Regions from separate parts of the Sus scrofa genome. Here region 2 is linked to region 1. A link is a contact called in public promoter capture Hi-C data. All regions are on one chromosome and are shown on one strand. The core of a region is the stretch at or near the end of the contact, and the rest is flanking DNA. Distances in the headings are between cores, read along the strand shown. Region 1 holds the start of MYD88 (myeloid differentiation primary response 88). Region 2 holds the start of XYLB (xylulose kinase).

What was found. Promoter capture Hi-C pulls out the DNA fragments that hold promoters and counts their contacts.
Region 2: a contact with region 1 is called in a promoter capture Hi-C map of liver, with 5 times the contacts expected there. The contact joins the promoter of XYLB here to the promoter of MYD88 in region 1. A contact is called at or near these places in 2 of 5 promoter capture datasets (fetal liver and liver), 4 of 47 Hi-C or Micro-C datasets (liver, retroperitoneal adipose tissue and skeletal muscle) and 1 of 2 datasets of contacts at active chromatin or transcription factors (alveolar macrophages).

Annotation. Positions count from the first base shown.
Region 1 is chr13:22,973,405-22,980,873 of Sscrofa11.1, forward strand. MYD88 (myeloid differentiation primary response 88) reads left to right here and starts at 3,547. Exons shown (of 5, transcript NM_001099923.1): 1 at 3,547-3,881; 2 at 4,771-4,896; 3 at 5,274-5,454; 4 at 5,639-5,730; 5 at 6,002-6,164. The coding sequence starts at 3,554. The coding sequence ends at 6,156. ACAA1 (3-ketoacyl-CoA thiolase, peroxisomal) reads right to left here. Exons shown (of 15, transcript XM_003132103.4): 4 at 1,700-4,009; 5 at 1,391-1,484; 6 at 248-305. The coding sequence starts at 1,876.
Region 2 is chr13:23,169,485-23,176,052 of Sscrofa11.1, forward strand. XYLB (xylulose kinase) reads left to right here and starts at 4,385. Exons shown (of 21, transcript XM_021071667.1): 1 at 4,385-4,592; 2 at 6,124-6,206. The coding sequence starts at 4,536.

The DNA.
Region 1 (7,469 bases), core at 2,297-4,796:
GGGGAATCAGGCCACAGAGGACTTTTGCTCTGCTCCTGCTTGTTCTGGTTCAGCGTTGGGTAACAAGCCCTCCATTCAAAGTAGGGGAAAGGTAGTGTTCTTGAAAGCAGGGCACTGAGGAGCCCCGTTACGTCCAGGTCTGATGCCCAACCCCAATCTTCTCCCACCAACAGGCTGAGTCCCCTGCAGCATAAACCCACACATAAGTCTGAAAGGCCAATCCAGAGCTAGAACTAGAAAAGTTTACCTCAGAAACTGGGCGATTCGGGCCATGACTGCTCCAGCCCCGGGCTGAAGCACATTTCCTGTGGACAACAAACCTCTATTCAGTGCCAGGCAGTGCTCTGGCCATTAAGGTACAGCTGTGATCACCAGAGAAGGGGCATTCCAGATCTTTTTCCAGAAACACTGGAATTTCAAGGTCTGGAGGAAGGGGAGCCAGCTATCCAGCAGCTTGTCCTGGCCATACACTAGATCCAATTCCTGAGAGGCCCAAACTCCCTTTCCTATGCACCCTGCTTTTCCAAACCAGCACACACTGGGCATGGCACCTATATTTAAAGGTAGCATGGAAAGAAGAATGAAGTGCAAAGCTTGAAGTCTAAGGAAGTAGTCCTGTCTGTCAGGAAAATATTTCTGAAAATGCACACCCTGAGTGTCCTCCACCAAGCCCTGCTGGCACTCCAGGGGTGAAACAATCATTCCTGACCTAGGGGTGGCATCTATATGATGAGGCTCTCACTATATAATGTTATGTTTCCAGGCTGGAGCAGCAGAGGTGGGGAAAGGACTGAAGGTCAAGAGGCACTGGATTCAGGTCTAAGCGCTGCTGAAAATTCCCCAGGCCTCAGTTTCTCCATCTGTAGGTCAGAAGCTGGACTCGATTTTTTTGTTTTCTGCTTTGTCTTGGCCCTGCCAGTGGTACGTAGAAGCTCCCCAGCTAGGGATGCACCCGTGCCATAGCAGTGACATGAGCCAATGTAGTGACAACGCCGGATCCTTAACCCTCTCAGCCACCAGGAAACTCCTGGACCAGATGGTTTTTGACGCTCCCTCTGTTCTGCATAGACAGGACGTCCTTAACCAGTGAAGGAATAGAAAACCCTGGTCTCTGTGTCTCCTAGGGTGTTCTCAAACCCCTGTGCCAAGACTCTTGGCGTTGAAATGTCTATCACCTGACACCCCTCCTTTATACCGTACTAAATATGCACAAGGTACCGGAGGCAGGAGTAGAGGGCGGAAGACCTAAAAAGATGATTAAATTCAGCTGCTTCGAATCTGTGACATTCCCCTCAGGGAAAACACCTGGCAGGTGGAGCAATGTTTGAGGAGGGGTTTGGCGGGTTGGGAAGGCGAAGCCCGAGCACAAGGCCCGGATTAGTGTGCTCACCCACGCAGATATCCCCTAGCTGGGCTGGGCTCAGCTTGACATCCTGGAGAACCGCGGTCATGACTGCAGAGAGAAGCTCGTCAGGGGTGGTGTCCTGCAGCGAGAAGCGCGGCCGAGATAATCCCCCGCTGGCGGCGGAGCTCGGGATTCCCGGGAACCCTCGCTCTCCAAGTCGCACCCCAGAGAGAGCGGTCGCAGCTCGAGCGCGGAGACCCTACCGACGCCGAGGGAAACCGAACAGAGGAACCAAGACCCCAGCCCTCCCTGGGCATCCGTCTCACACCCAGCGCCCCGGGCCAGGGGCCTCACCTTGAAGCCGCCGCGGCCGGATCGGCCAATGGCTGTGCGCCGTCCGTGCACCACCACTATGTCCTCCGCCGACGCCAGAGGATGGCTGCTGCTACAAGGTTCGGCCTGCGGCGCCGGCGCCAAATCCGAAGTGGGCTGGGCCTTCAAGTGGCCCAGCACAACCTGCAGCCTCCACATCGCGTAACTCGGCGGGGTAAATCTTCAGCCAGCAGACCACTGAAGACCGAAGCCAATAGACCACCACCCGCGCAGGAACTACACTTAAGTCCACCGGGTCCTAAACCCCGCCCACGGCTCCTAAGCCCCGCCCACGGCTCCGTGCGTCTAACAGGCCCTTCCCTCTAAAGAGTCTCGCCCCAGCCAACCAGAAGACGAATTTGCCTGAGGTCCCGCCCCCAGCCGCAAATCAAACCTCCTAAAGCTGGACCCAAGAGGATCTTTCCACTCAAAGCCCGCCTACAGGAGCCTGCAGCTGCGAGCCGGTAGGTGAACTTTCCTGAAGCCCCGCCCAGAAATGCAGTTCGGAAACCTTACCGCTTGCAGCTCCGAAACCTTTCCGCTTGCAGCTCCGCCTACCCGAGGCGGGTCTCCAGAAGTTCCTTCCGTGTCTTGAACCAAACTTCGCCACTGCCAGGATTTCCTTTCCCTACAACCCTGCCCACTGCCCGCCGCCAAACAGAAGGCGGGCCTGTCAGAAGCGCCGCCTACAGCTTCTGGCTCGGCGCTCTTACCCTTTCCTAACTTTCTCTTCAGTCTCCCCCAAGCTGGGGGACCTAAATAATTCCGAGACCGCCCAGAGCCAACCCAGACGAGCTTGTGCTCTCCTGGGAAATCTTTCGAGAGGAACTGGGAACTCTGGGACGGTAGGAGAACGGATCGTATAAAGGTGCCGAGATGAGACAGGCTCCCTATCTGGAGAAAGGGCCTCATACTTTTTTTTAAATAACAATTTTACAGTCATTGGGGATGGTTTGATTAGTGCCCACCTCCGCCACTAGGCTGGGGTCTCTAAGGCAGGGAAAGACTCTGTATCCAGGGTGCCTGCAATATACTTGACACTTAACAGGTGATCACTAAATACCTATCGAATGAGCGAATGAATCAAAACTCCCCAGATCAGGACGGCGTTCCCTGCCTCCTGAAGAGCAAGGCCAGGTGCCTGCTTGACTCTCAGCGGAAATGTGTTTTCCCATACCCCAGAGGGTAGTACCGGGGTTCTCTTCGACGCGGAAGGCCAGTGTGTCCTGTTATCCCAATCACGGAGGATGAGACCCCCACTTTTCAAGGGTCCTCAGGCTCCAGAAGGCAGTATGCCTTTTCCCACCTCCACCTCTGAGTGCACAGCCGAGGATTTCCCCGTGGTCTTAGAGGCAGGATTGCGTGTTCCACCAAAATTTGGTGTTTGGGAGACGGCAGAGCCGATGCCTGTCCCCTTGCCCCTTCCCCACCATTCTGGAGGGCAGGACCGTATGAACCCCTCAGATCCCCAATGGAAAGGTTGTAATTCCACCAGAACGCAAAGGGCAAGGTCCCTGTTTCCTATAACCCTCCAAGGAGGGTCGTCGTCCCACCGCCGTAACAGACCCTTGAAGACAGGAGGAAAGACAGCTTCACGGACCTCAAAAGGCAGGTTCCCAGGCTCCACAACCCCCGTCCCCCGAGATCCTGAGAGCTGAGACGGGGCGTCCCCCACCTCCACACATCTGCTGGGCTCCAGATTGTAGGGCAGGGTGGCGCTTCTCGGAAAGAGAAACAGGCGGGGCGGGACCAGGAGGGCGGGGTGGCTTTATGGGAAGGAGGAAGCACAGGCCCACAAGGCGACTCGACAGCGCGGAGGCTCCCCGGCGGCCCGCCATGGCTGAAGGAGGCTCCGGAGCGGAGTCCGCGCCCCCCACCCCCTCCATGTCCTCCCTGCCTCTGGCAGCGCTCAATGTGCGAGTGCGGCACCGCCTGTCGCTCTTCCTAAACGTGCGGACGCAGGTGGCTGCGGACTGGACTGGGCTGGCGGAGGAGATGAACTTCGAGTACCTGGAGATCCGGCGGCTGGAGACGCATCCCGACCCCACGCGCAGCCTGCTGGACGACTGGCAAGGACGCCCTGGCGCCTCGGTGGGCCGCCTGCTCGAGCTGCTTGCCAAGCTGGGCCGCGACGACGTGCTGGTGGAACTGGGGCCCAGCATTGGTGAGGACGTTCTCTTCGCCGCATATCCAAGTTGCCAGGGTGGGGGTGGGGGTGTGTGAAGGCGCTGACCTTCACTCGCCTCAGCATCCATCCCTCCTTTCCCGCCTGGGGTGGAGGGTGGTGGTAATCTAGGGGTAAAGAGGGAGACACTGGAGGCAGCATGTATGGGGGAACCGCGCAGAACCAGTTCCCTCTTTCAATAGCCGGGTATGATAGGGGCTAGAGAAAGGAGGTGAAGGCCTGGAAAGGCAGAGAAGGAAGGAAACAGCTCAGGCAAAGGCTTTCAAGCAGGTCCAGGAATCAGAATTGGGATCCTCTGTAGGGGACTTGGGACTGCTTCAAGTAGAGCAGCAGGGCAGATAAGGGACTGAAAGCTGACAATCTTGGAAACCTCAGGTTCCTAGAAAATGCATCCTTTTCCGCTACTTGCTGACACGTATCTGCACAGGCATGGGGACAGTGGCCCATAGATGGGCACACCTTGCTTGGTTGGGGCCACTGCCCTAGCTGCACATAAACCACCAGTCTCCTGAGTTCTTATATGCCCTGCTCACATCAGCTGTGGATCCTAAAAGAAGCAGATTGTGGATTCTATTCTCAGGAGCCCTACCTAGGAAGTGGGAGTCAGGGGGGCAAAGAGAGAGAGACACACAAGCCTGAACTTAATGTCTTCCATCACAGCCAGAACACCACTGACATCCCTTTACAATGGCCAGAGACAGGTGGGAGCTCACCTTTTCAGAGCTGTTAAACTCTGGATGGCACCAATGGGCTGGAGAAGCCCCGGAGCCAACATGACCTGGGAGGTGGGACAGGGGCTGGGTCTGGACTGTGGAAGAGGCACGGAGTACCTCTGGGGAGCTGGCCACACTTTGTCTCTTCCTCACAGAAGAGGACTGCCGAAAGTATATTCTGAAGCAGCAGCAGGAGGCAGCTGAGAAGCCTTTACAGGTGGACTCTGTAGATAGCAGCATCCCTTGGATGTCAGGCATCACCATTCGAGATGACCCCCTGGGTAAGTGCCCAGTACTTCCTTCCTAGGCCACAGGACACTGCGGTGTTAAGAGCATGGATGTGGCACTTTGGGCAAGACACTTAATCTCTCTGAGCTTTATTTTCCTAAGAAACAGGAAGAGTAGTAGTCTTATCTCTGGGTTTGGCATGACAGTTTCATATGATGTATCTGTCTCATGGTCAGCCTAGGGCTTAGCTGGGGGGTGGGGGTAGGGTGCTCATCTTTCCTCTCCTAGGAAAGACCCTTTCTCTGAATAGTGTCATCTCAGAATTGTGTAGGGTCTGGGACCAGGGGTGCTTAGTCTTGGGGCACCTGACTGGGTTCCTCCCCAGCCATCCTGTAGAGCTCTGACCATAACCCTTGTGCTCTGCACCCAGGGCAAATGCCTGAGCATTTTGATGCCTTCATCTGCTACTGCCCCAGCGATATCCAGTTTGTGCAGGAGATGATCCGGCAGCTGGAACAGACCAACTATCGGCTGAAGTTATGTGTGTCTGACCGAGATGTCCTGCCTGGCACCTGCGTCTGGTCCATTGCTAGTGAACTCATTGAAAAGAGGTTGGCTAGGTGGCCAAGGGACAAGTGGGTGGGTGTACAAAGCCCTGCCAGGGATCCTGATGCTGAGATCCTCCCAGCTGGACCCTGGCTAGCCTGAGAACAGGGGACACCTCTAAAGGCTGTCCCATGGGGGTGTGCTGAACAAGGTCACCACAGTGCCTGCAGCCTGCTCACTCTCCCGTAGGTGCCGTCGGATGGTAGTGGTTGTCTCTGATGATTACCTGCAAAGCAAGGAATGTGACTTCCAGACTAAGTTTGCACTCAGCCTCTCTCCAGGTAAGCTCCGCTCTGCTCTTGCCACAGAGGAGTAAGTGGGGTTTCAAAATGCCAGCCTTCCTTCACCAAGGGCCATGGATGCAGCCCCAAGAACTCCGGCAGGTCTCTATACACATGACTCTGTGTGTGCACATGAGTGCCCTTTGTGTGGGTGAGTGTCTGCCAGAGGTGGTTAGTTGGAAGGGGGCTGTTGTTAAGCTCTGAACTGGGGACCGATCCCATCCCACGTGGGTGAGAGCCTGCTGCCAGCTCTGCACTCCTTGGCTTGCAGGTGCCCATCAGAAACGACTGATCCCTGTTAAGTACAAGTCAATGAAGAAAGAGTTCCCCAGCATCCTGCGGTTCATCACTGTCTGTGACTACACCAACCCCTGCACCAAGTCCTGGTTCTGGACTCGCCTTGCCAGGGCCCTATCCCTGCCCTGAACTGCCCTGGGTCCCTGGGTGTGCATCCATCTGTCTGCCTGTACATGTACTTCTGCAGCTGTAGGGGGAATGTGTGTGCTCCACTGGCCTCTTGATTCCTGGACATGGCAACTCCACAGACCAGCTGAAGCCACTGTACATATCTGGACATCACATCTCATGTCCTAAACAGAACAGGCAGCAGCAAGTGGCACGCCCGCTTGCTGGGTTATAAGCCAGGACAGTGGAAACCAGAGCCAGCTGGGACTAAGAGGTGGACCAGAAGAGCCAGCTCTTACCCATCCACACATCTTAGACCTCAGTTTCTCGGTAGAGAACTATGTGGCTGTGTTCGAAGCACTGTGGGAAATAGGGAATCATTGTTCTGAGTCTCCTGGGGGAGACAAATCTTGGCTGAGAGAGAGCTGGCGGCCTGGCACATGCTGACCACTGCTGGAACCATGGCACTGCTGGGACAGCTGCTTCCACAAGGGTGCCTGCTGATGCTTTGAGGTCTCATTGCCCCACCTCACATCCCACTTCCTCTTGCCCCAGGGACAGATGGGGAACCAGGCTGGCTCAGCACAAGGAGATCTTGCATTAAGCCTGATTCCCCAATGGGTCCACCTCTCATCTGCCTCTTTGATTCCACCCAGCCTCTGCCCACCTCCAGTGTGCTAAGTCCCCAAGAGACTGGCCTGAGCGTCTGGGACTGCTTTTCATTTGTGTCAAGTGCCTGTGGTCCCATGCTCAGCTCTGCCCTGCATGAGATGGGATTCCCAACTTCTGACATCTCCATCAGCTCACCATGGCAGAATGAGCAGGTAGCCTTCCTCTTTGGACCGCCCAGAGAGAACATTCCAACCAATATTCTGTATTAACTGCCTTACGAAGTTGTTTTCTGGGACTAGTTTACAGTGACCACACAAGAGCCTCCTGCCCCAAAGCCTGTGGACACACGGACACATACAAGCTCACACGCAGAGACGCTTATACAGGTGCACACCCACCTTCATGCACACACATACAGGCATCTTCATGCACACATTTCCCTGGGTTCAGCTTCTGGATACGGCTGGATGGGACAGTCCCACCAGAGAGGGGGCTTAACCCTGGACAAAGATGGGACACGCTTGTATTCTTTTTCTCTTTTTCCCTCTTCATCGTAACCAGACTCTGGAAATGCCAGCATTTACACGTTCAGTGGAGCAGAGAGTGAGGAAAGAGGTGCTTGAATTCACATAGCCAGTTAGCGACAACAGCTATTTTCCCTCCCTGGGGGATTTGTATGTTTCCCTAGAACTCTCCTTCGAGAAGGAAATGTCATGGTCTTG
Region 2 (6,568 bases), core at 3,135-5,634, 200 kb after region 1:
ATGAGGCTCAAATTCCCAATTGCTGTGGCTGTGGCGTAGGCTAGCAGCTGTAGCTCCAATTCGACTCCTAGCCTGGGAATTTCCGTGTGCTGTGGGTGCGGCCCTAAAAAGCAATAATAATAATAATACCTATTAGGCTATGCTCCTACTGAGGTTTCAAATACTTGCCTCCTCACTGCTAAACTGAGGGACAGGTTTCCATGCAGCAATAGACCCCGTCTAGCCTAACTCCCAGGAAAATTCTTCCAAGGGCTTCCACCTCACCCCACTCTCAGAGTCTCTTCTTGCACTGGGACATGTCCTTGGCTGTTCCCTCTGGGATTCTCCATCTGTCCCACCGTATAGGCAGGCCACCCAAGATGGCTGTTCTCTTGCTCTCTGTATATCCCTTGTTTGACCAGTACCTGCTTCATCTATAACCGACACACATGACTGATTTTCCTACATACCTGCCTCAGGCCCCAGCTGGTGATGATTCTTATGAAAGGGGCGGTAAGGGGCGTGCCCTCGGTGGTTTCCCTGATAATTAGAGAGCCCACCTGGTGTCAATTCCTCTCCCTTATAGCTGGTAACCTCCCACTCTTCCCCCCGCCCCCTGGAAGTGAAGCCTGCCGCCATGTCCTCCTGTCCACTGCACACCCTGGGGAGCTGCTCCAAGATCTTGCTTCAGATGTGTAAGCTTCCCCCATTCATTAAGCCATGGATGTCTCTGTTGCTGATGGTGGGCTCTTTCTTCAGTCTTAAAGCTGGGCAAGCACAGCCCTTGTAAACCTATGGGGTGCGTCCTGACACCCATTGTAAGCCTTTCCTGTTCAATCTAGCCCATACCCATTGGGAGATGGTAACACTCTAATCCTTGTCTTCTTCCCGAGCTGAGGCCACGTATCCAACTGCCTCTTCAGTGTCTCCACTCAGACATCCCACAGGCACCACAGACCTACCAAGTCCTCACAAAACTCACCATCTTCCCCCAACACCTGCCTCTCATCCCACGTTTCGTAACTCAGAATGGAACACCCCTCCATCTGTTCACGGCCTGCTCTGGATTGCACTGGCGGCTCCAATTCTTCACCCTTCTCTGCATCCAAACCCCTACTGTTATCTAACATTCGGAAATAAATTGGACGGGGAGACACACATGTTGACCAAACAAAAAACTACTGGGAAGGGACGCCTGGGTGGGAGAGTGGCTGGGAAAGGGAACCCAGGAGAACTGCTCTGCCACATGGCTCAGGGTTTATGGGAATGGGATTAGTTTCCGGGTCTCTGGCTAATCATTTTGCTGGGCCCGTCCTTGGTCTGGCTCAGGGTCCTTCTGGTGGCAAGGGCACCTCTTAGCCAAAATGGATTCAAGCACCCAGGATTCTGGGAGTTTGGTCGTCTCCTCGCTCCAATTGACCCTCCTAAATTCTCCTGGTTAGTTTTCACGGCAGCACCATGTTCCTTATGAGGGCCTCCGGTTGTGACACAACTCGTTCAAGTGGCTGCTCCCTTGCCTAGCCAAGGTGGGCGGTTTCAGTCAATGGTTCCCTAACATTACTGCGGCCTCCCCCCCACCACTTGCCTTTGAACTGGCCATGAGACTGACCAGTGACGTCAAGGCAGAAGGGTAGTAGGCAGTTCTAAGTCTAGACCTTCAGAGGCCTCACGACTGTACCCTCTTCTGTCCCCCTCCTTTCATGAGAACAGCGTGCTCGGAGTCTCTGCGGGTCCCAGGAAGGCAAAAATGAGAGACATGTGGAACAAAGCTACTCTGAGCCACGTCTGGATCAAGTGACCTGCTCACATCTGAGGGACAAGAAAAGATTACTGTTTGAGGTCACCAAGTGTGGAGGTGTTTTGTTATGCATCAACAGTTAACTAACTGGAGTTCCTATCATGGCTCAGTGGAAATGAATCTGACTAGTGTCCATGAGGACGCAGGTTTGATCCCTGGCCTCGCTTAGTGGGTTGAGGATCTGGTGTTGCCATGAGCTGTGGTGTAGGTCACAGACATGGCTTGAATCTGAAGTTGCTGTGGCTGTGGTGTAGGCCAGTGGTTACAGCTCCCATTTGACCCCTAACCTGGGAACTTCCATATGCCGCAGGTGCAGCCTTAAAACAGAAGACAAAAACAAACAAAAAAACAAAACAGTTAACTAACCAGGTCACCTCAACTGAAAACTTGGGCATTACATTTGACTTTTCCCTCCCTCAGTCCATGGGGTTCTAAGTATCTCCTGAATCCATCTGCTTCTCTCCATCCTCAGCACCTCTGAGGCATAAGCCCTAGTTCAGACCACCTCCAAACACATTCTAATTTTCCCTTCTTCCCCTTTGTCTCCCTTCTCCACACAGCATTTTGAGTGACCTTCCTAATCTGCAAATCTGATTATGTGACTCCTCTTCTGAGCTTTGCCCTCAGGTTGTGGTACCCTTAAGGACCCCAGGAGGATAGGAGCCTTGCTAGGGACTGTGGGCAATCTGGTCAATTGATAAGAGATGCTTCAGGGCAGTCTCTACTCGGTTCCCAATCAGAGCAGGAGTTCTTTGACAGGCTCTATGCAGGGATCCAGGTTCAAGTTTGGAGGCTGATAAGCAAAAGACCAGCCTCAGGCCATTGCAACCTGGGCATCAACAACAGGAGGACAACATGGGTGGTATGGACACCTTGGGTTTTTTCTTGTTTTGGCCTCCCCTGAGGCCTGTTCAAATTCCCGGGCCAGGGATCAAATCTGCATTATAGCAGTGACCCAAGCCATAGCAGTGTCAATGTCATATCCTTAACCCACTAGGCCACCAGGAAACTGTAGGTATTAATAACTCAGAATTAAGATTTCTGTCTTTAGAGTTACCTCTGTGGCTCAGCAGCTTAAGAACCTGACTAGTTCCAAATAAGACAGCTTGGAGGGTGGGGAGATGCGCTGGGGTTTGGGCTGGAAATGCTATAAAATTTGGTTGTGCTGATTGTTGTACAACTATAAATGTAATAAAATTCATTGGGGGGGGGAAGAACCTGACTAGTATCCATGAGGATGCAGGTTTGATCCCTGGTCTCACTCAGGGGGTCAGGCATTGCTGTGAGCTGTGGTGTAGGTTGCAGAGCAGCTTGGATCCCATGTTGCTACGGCTGTGGTGAAGGCTGACAGCTGTAGCTCCGATTCGACCCCTCACCTGGGAACTTCCGTATGCCACAGGTGTAGCCCTAAATGATTTCTGTCTTTGGAGTTCCTGCTGTGGCATAGCAGTTTAAGGATCCAGCGTTGTCTCTGCACAATGGGGTTAAGGATCCTGTGGCCAGAAAAGAAAAAATTCTATCTTCATTCTTTGCCAATGGATCAGACAGTGGGTGTGTAGTCTCCTTACACAGGCAAATGGCCTCCACACCTCTGGTTTTCTCTGGAGTGAAAAGGCTGTTCTATTAAGAGAAAGGATGAGTCATCAAAATGAGGCAGATGCCATAACCCATAGAGAAAGGCACCCCTCACCAAGAGTAGGTCTCCCTCTGAGGCAGCCTGAGACAGAGCCAGTAGCCTTGGCCTTCGAGAGCCTTTTATATTTTCCCCTGGGCCTTCTCACAAGGCTCTCCAGCAAATTGTCTTGTTTACTGGTTAAACACCTAAGCTCTGGAGCCAAACTCTCTAGATTTGGGTCCAGCTCTGCCACTGACCTTGGGACCTTGGGCTAAGAGGAGGATCTGGGCTCTAAGCAGTTCAAGTTCAGCAAGAGAGATACGGGTAATCAGACCATTCCATCAGGGCTCTGCTGGGCTGGGAGCTCCCGGGAAGAGCATCTCACTTGAGTAGGTGCCGGGAGGCCATCCAGGGGACACACCAGAGGGAATAAGGGGATGAGGAGGTGTCTTCAGCTGTAGGAATTAAGGGAGTGGGTCTGATTTGGTTCTCACCCCCCGTCACCATGCATGGCACAGGTGACACCATCAACACCAGCTGATCTCAAGGACAAAAGAGCCCCAGATGGAGGGGGTGGGGGGCTCAGGCTCTGACTTTAAATACAGAGGTGAGATGTGGCACATGTCAGAGCTGGGGAATTACTCAATTTGCTGGCTCAGGACAGGGCCTGCTGGAGCCCAGTGCCTCCATCCCCAGGGCACATTTCCCTGTGTCACCACCATCAGTGGACAGCTTCTCCAGCACGAGAGACAGCCATGGCTGTCCCCAGGGCCACCAGAGAGACAGGCAAGGACAAGCTGGCTTAAAGGTGAATCCTTTGGCCAAGGCGTCCTCCGAGGGAAAGCAGACTGTTAGGGCCAAGCCTTTGCAGGGAGCACGATGGGAGGTGGGGCGAGGCGAGGCGGGATGGGGTTGGAGGGAGAGGGCTGCGTGGAGGACCCTGGTGTGAACAGCAGGCCGTGACTGAGTCGCTGCACGTCCCCCGCCCTGCCCACCGGCAGGCGGCGCCAGAGAGCCAGGCCGCGGGGTCCCAGGGTCTGGCGTCCAGCCGGGCGGGGCGAGGGGCGGGCCCTGGCGTGACCGCGTTGGAGCTTGCAGACAGTCCCGCGGCGGGAGCGACCCGTAGCCGGAACCTCCGCAGCCATGGCCGAACACTCAGCTCGCCACTGCTGCCTGGGATGGGACTTCAGCACGCAGCAGGTATCAACGCGGGCCCAGACCAGCCGGGCGTAGCCGCCCTCTTTGCAACATCGGGCGGGCTGGCGGCGTGAACCAGGCACCCGGAACCCTGGGCCACGCCACGGGCGCGCCTTTTCTAGGGCTTCCCGGCTGTGCCTGCCGGTGCCTACAGCGCGGGAGATGCGACCGTGACCCGGCCTGGACCCCCGGTCCTTCCAGAAACGGCTCCCCCACCCCCACCCCACCCCACCACCGTGTCCCCTACCCCCGCAGGACCCTGCGGGCACGTAGCTGGAAAGCTCCCAGAGGGCCCTGGGGACCAAAGGGTTCACGCCCCCTGGGCGCAGTTGGTGGAACCCAAAGAATTCAGCTACTGTAAGAGAGAGGACCAGACAGACAGGTAGGCACACAGGCAGAACCAGTGACCTAGAACTAGAACACCGCTTGAAGCCTTTTTTAAAAAGCGAAATTGGCACAGTATACACATGAACTTTGTCCCACCTGTGACAGCCATTGGTTGGCACCAGTGTGCTGGGTTAACCTGCGTGCCCAGGGCCCTACAGACAGGCAAGCTGAGGCAAAATTTGCCTTCAGATTGGGCCTGTGGTGTCCAGGGGCTCCTTCTCCTTAACTTGGGAAATTAACACAGTTGCAGTCAAACCTTTCTCTGTGAATGGATCTCCGGAGCAAGGCTGTGACCAATCCCTTACCAGAAAGCCCTGTGACCCTTGGTCAGGTTGTCTTGCTAGGCCTCATTTTCTGCATCTGTCTAAGAAAGGAGTTGTACCCTTGGGTTTGGAGGTCTGCTCCATTGGGAAGTGTCTCTGGTCCTTGGGAACAGCCCAGGGGCCTTGCCTGATCTCTCAGACCCCTGCAGGTGCGGAGCCCCAGAGACATCTCCAAACCCACCTCGTATTCCTTCTCCTCTAGGACTTTCTCAGACCTCGTTGCTTGACATAGGAACCAGCTTATCTACCTCTAGAAGAATATCCACCTCTAGAAGGCCTTGGCTCTGGCTGTTTGGAGGACAAAAATTCCCTGAGCTGCATGGGTGTTCGACTTAGCCTCAGCTTCTTCATTTTACTAAGTCTTTGGACATGTCCCCCGATGAGACCTCTGTTACCATGGTTACAGTGATGCACTCGGGCCTCAAGGAGGTCTCCAGGCAGAACCACTTTCTAGCGAGTTGAGCTACATTTGGTGATGTTCATATCCTTAGACCAGGTAGAAACTGAGGAAAATTCTGTACCTTACTTTTTTATTTTATTTTAATTAATTAATTAATTTTGTCTTTTTAGGGCTGCACCGGCACATGGAGGTTCCCAGACTAGGGGCTGAATTGGAGCTGTAGCTGTTAGACTATGCCACAACCACAGCCATGCTGGATCTGAGCGGCATCTGCAACCTACACACAGTTCACCGGGATGCCGGATCCTTAACTCACTGAGCGAGGCCAGGGATCCAACCTACATCCTCATGGATACTAGTCAGATTTGTTTCCACTGAGCCACAATGGGAACTCCCCTACCTTACTTTTTAAAATGCCTTCCAGGTAAAAGTTGTTGCTGTTGATGCAGAGCTGAATGTCTTCTATGAGGATAGTGTGCATTTTGACAGAGACCTTCCAGAATTCAGGTATGTACCTAGTGTGTAAGTATGGGGGCGGGGGTTGGGCTCCTCCCTCAACATTTTACATTTGTAAACCACACTATTCTGGCTACATCAAACTGTGGGAGGGTGGTCTTGGTGGATCTGTCAGCATCTTTCTGCGATGCCTGGGTTGTGCTCTCCTGCATTCCTTCCCATTCTGCTCACTACTTCATATACATAGCTGAGACTTTGTGCCAGCACTGTGCTGAAATTTGATACTGATCCAAAAAGAGGCATATGGTCCTTGCTCTCCCAGAGCTTCAACTGAGGGAGAGAGATTGATATTAATCAAAGACGCTCACAAAAGAATATTTGGTTGTAAACTCAGAGAAGGCCATTGAAGGAAA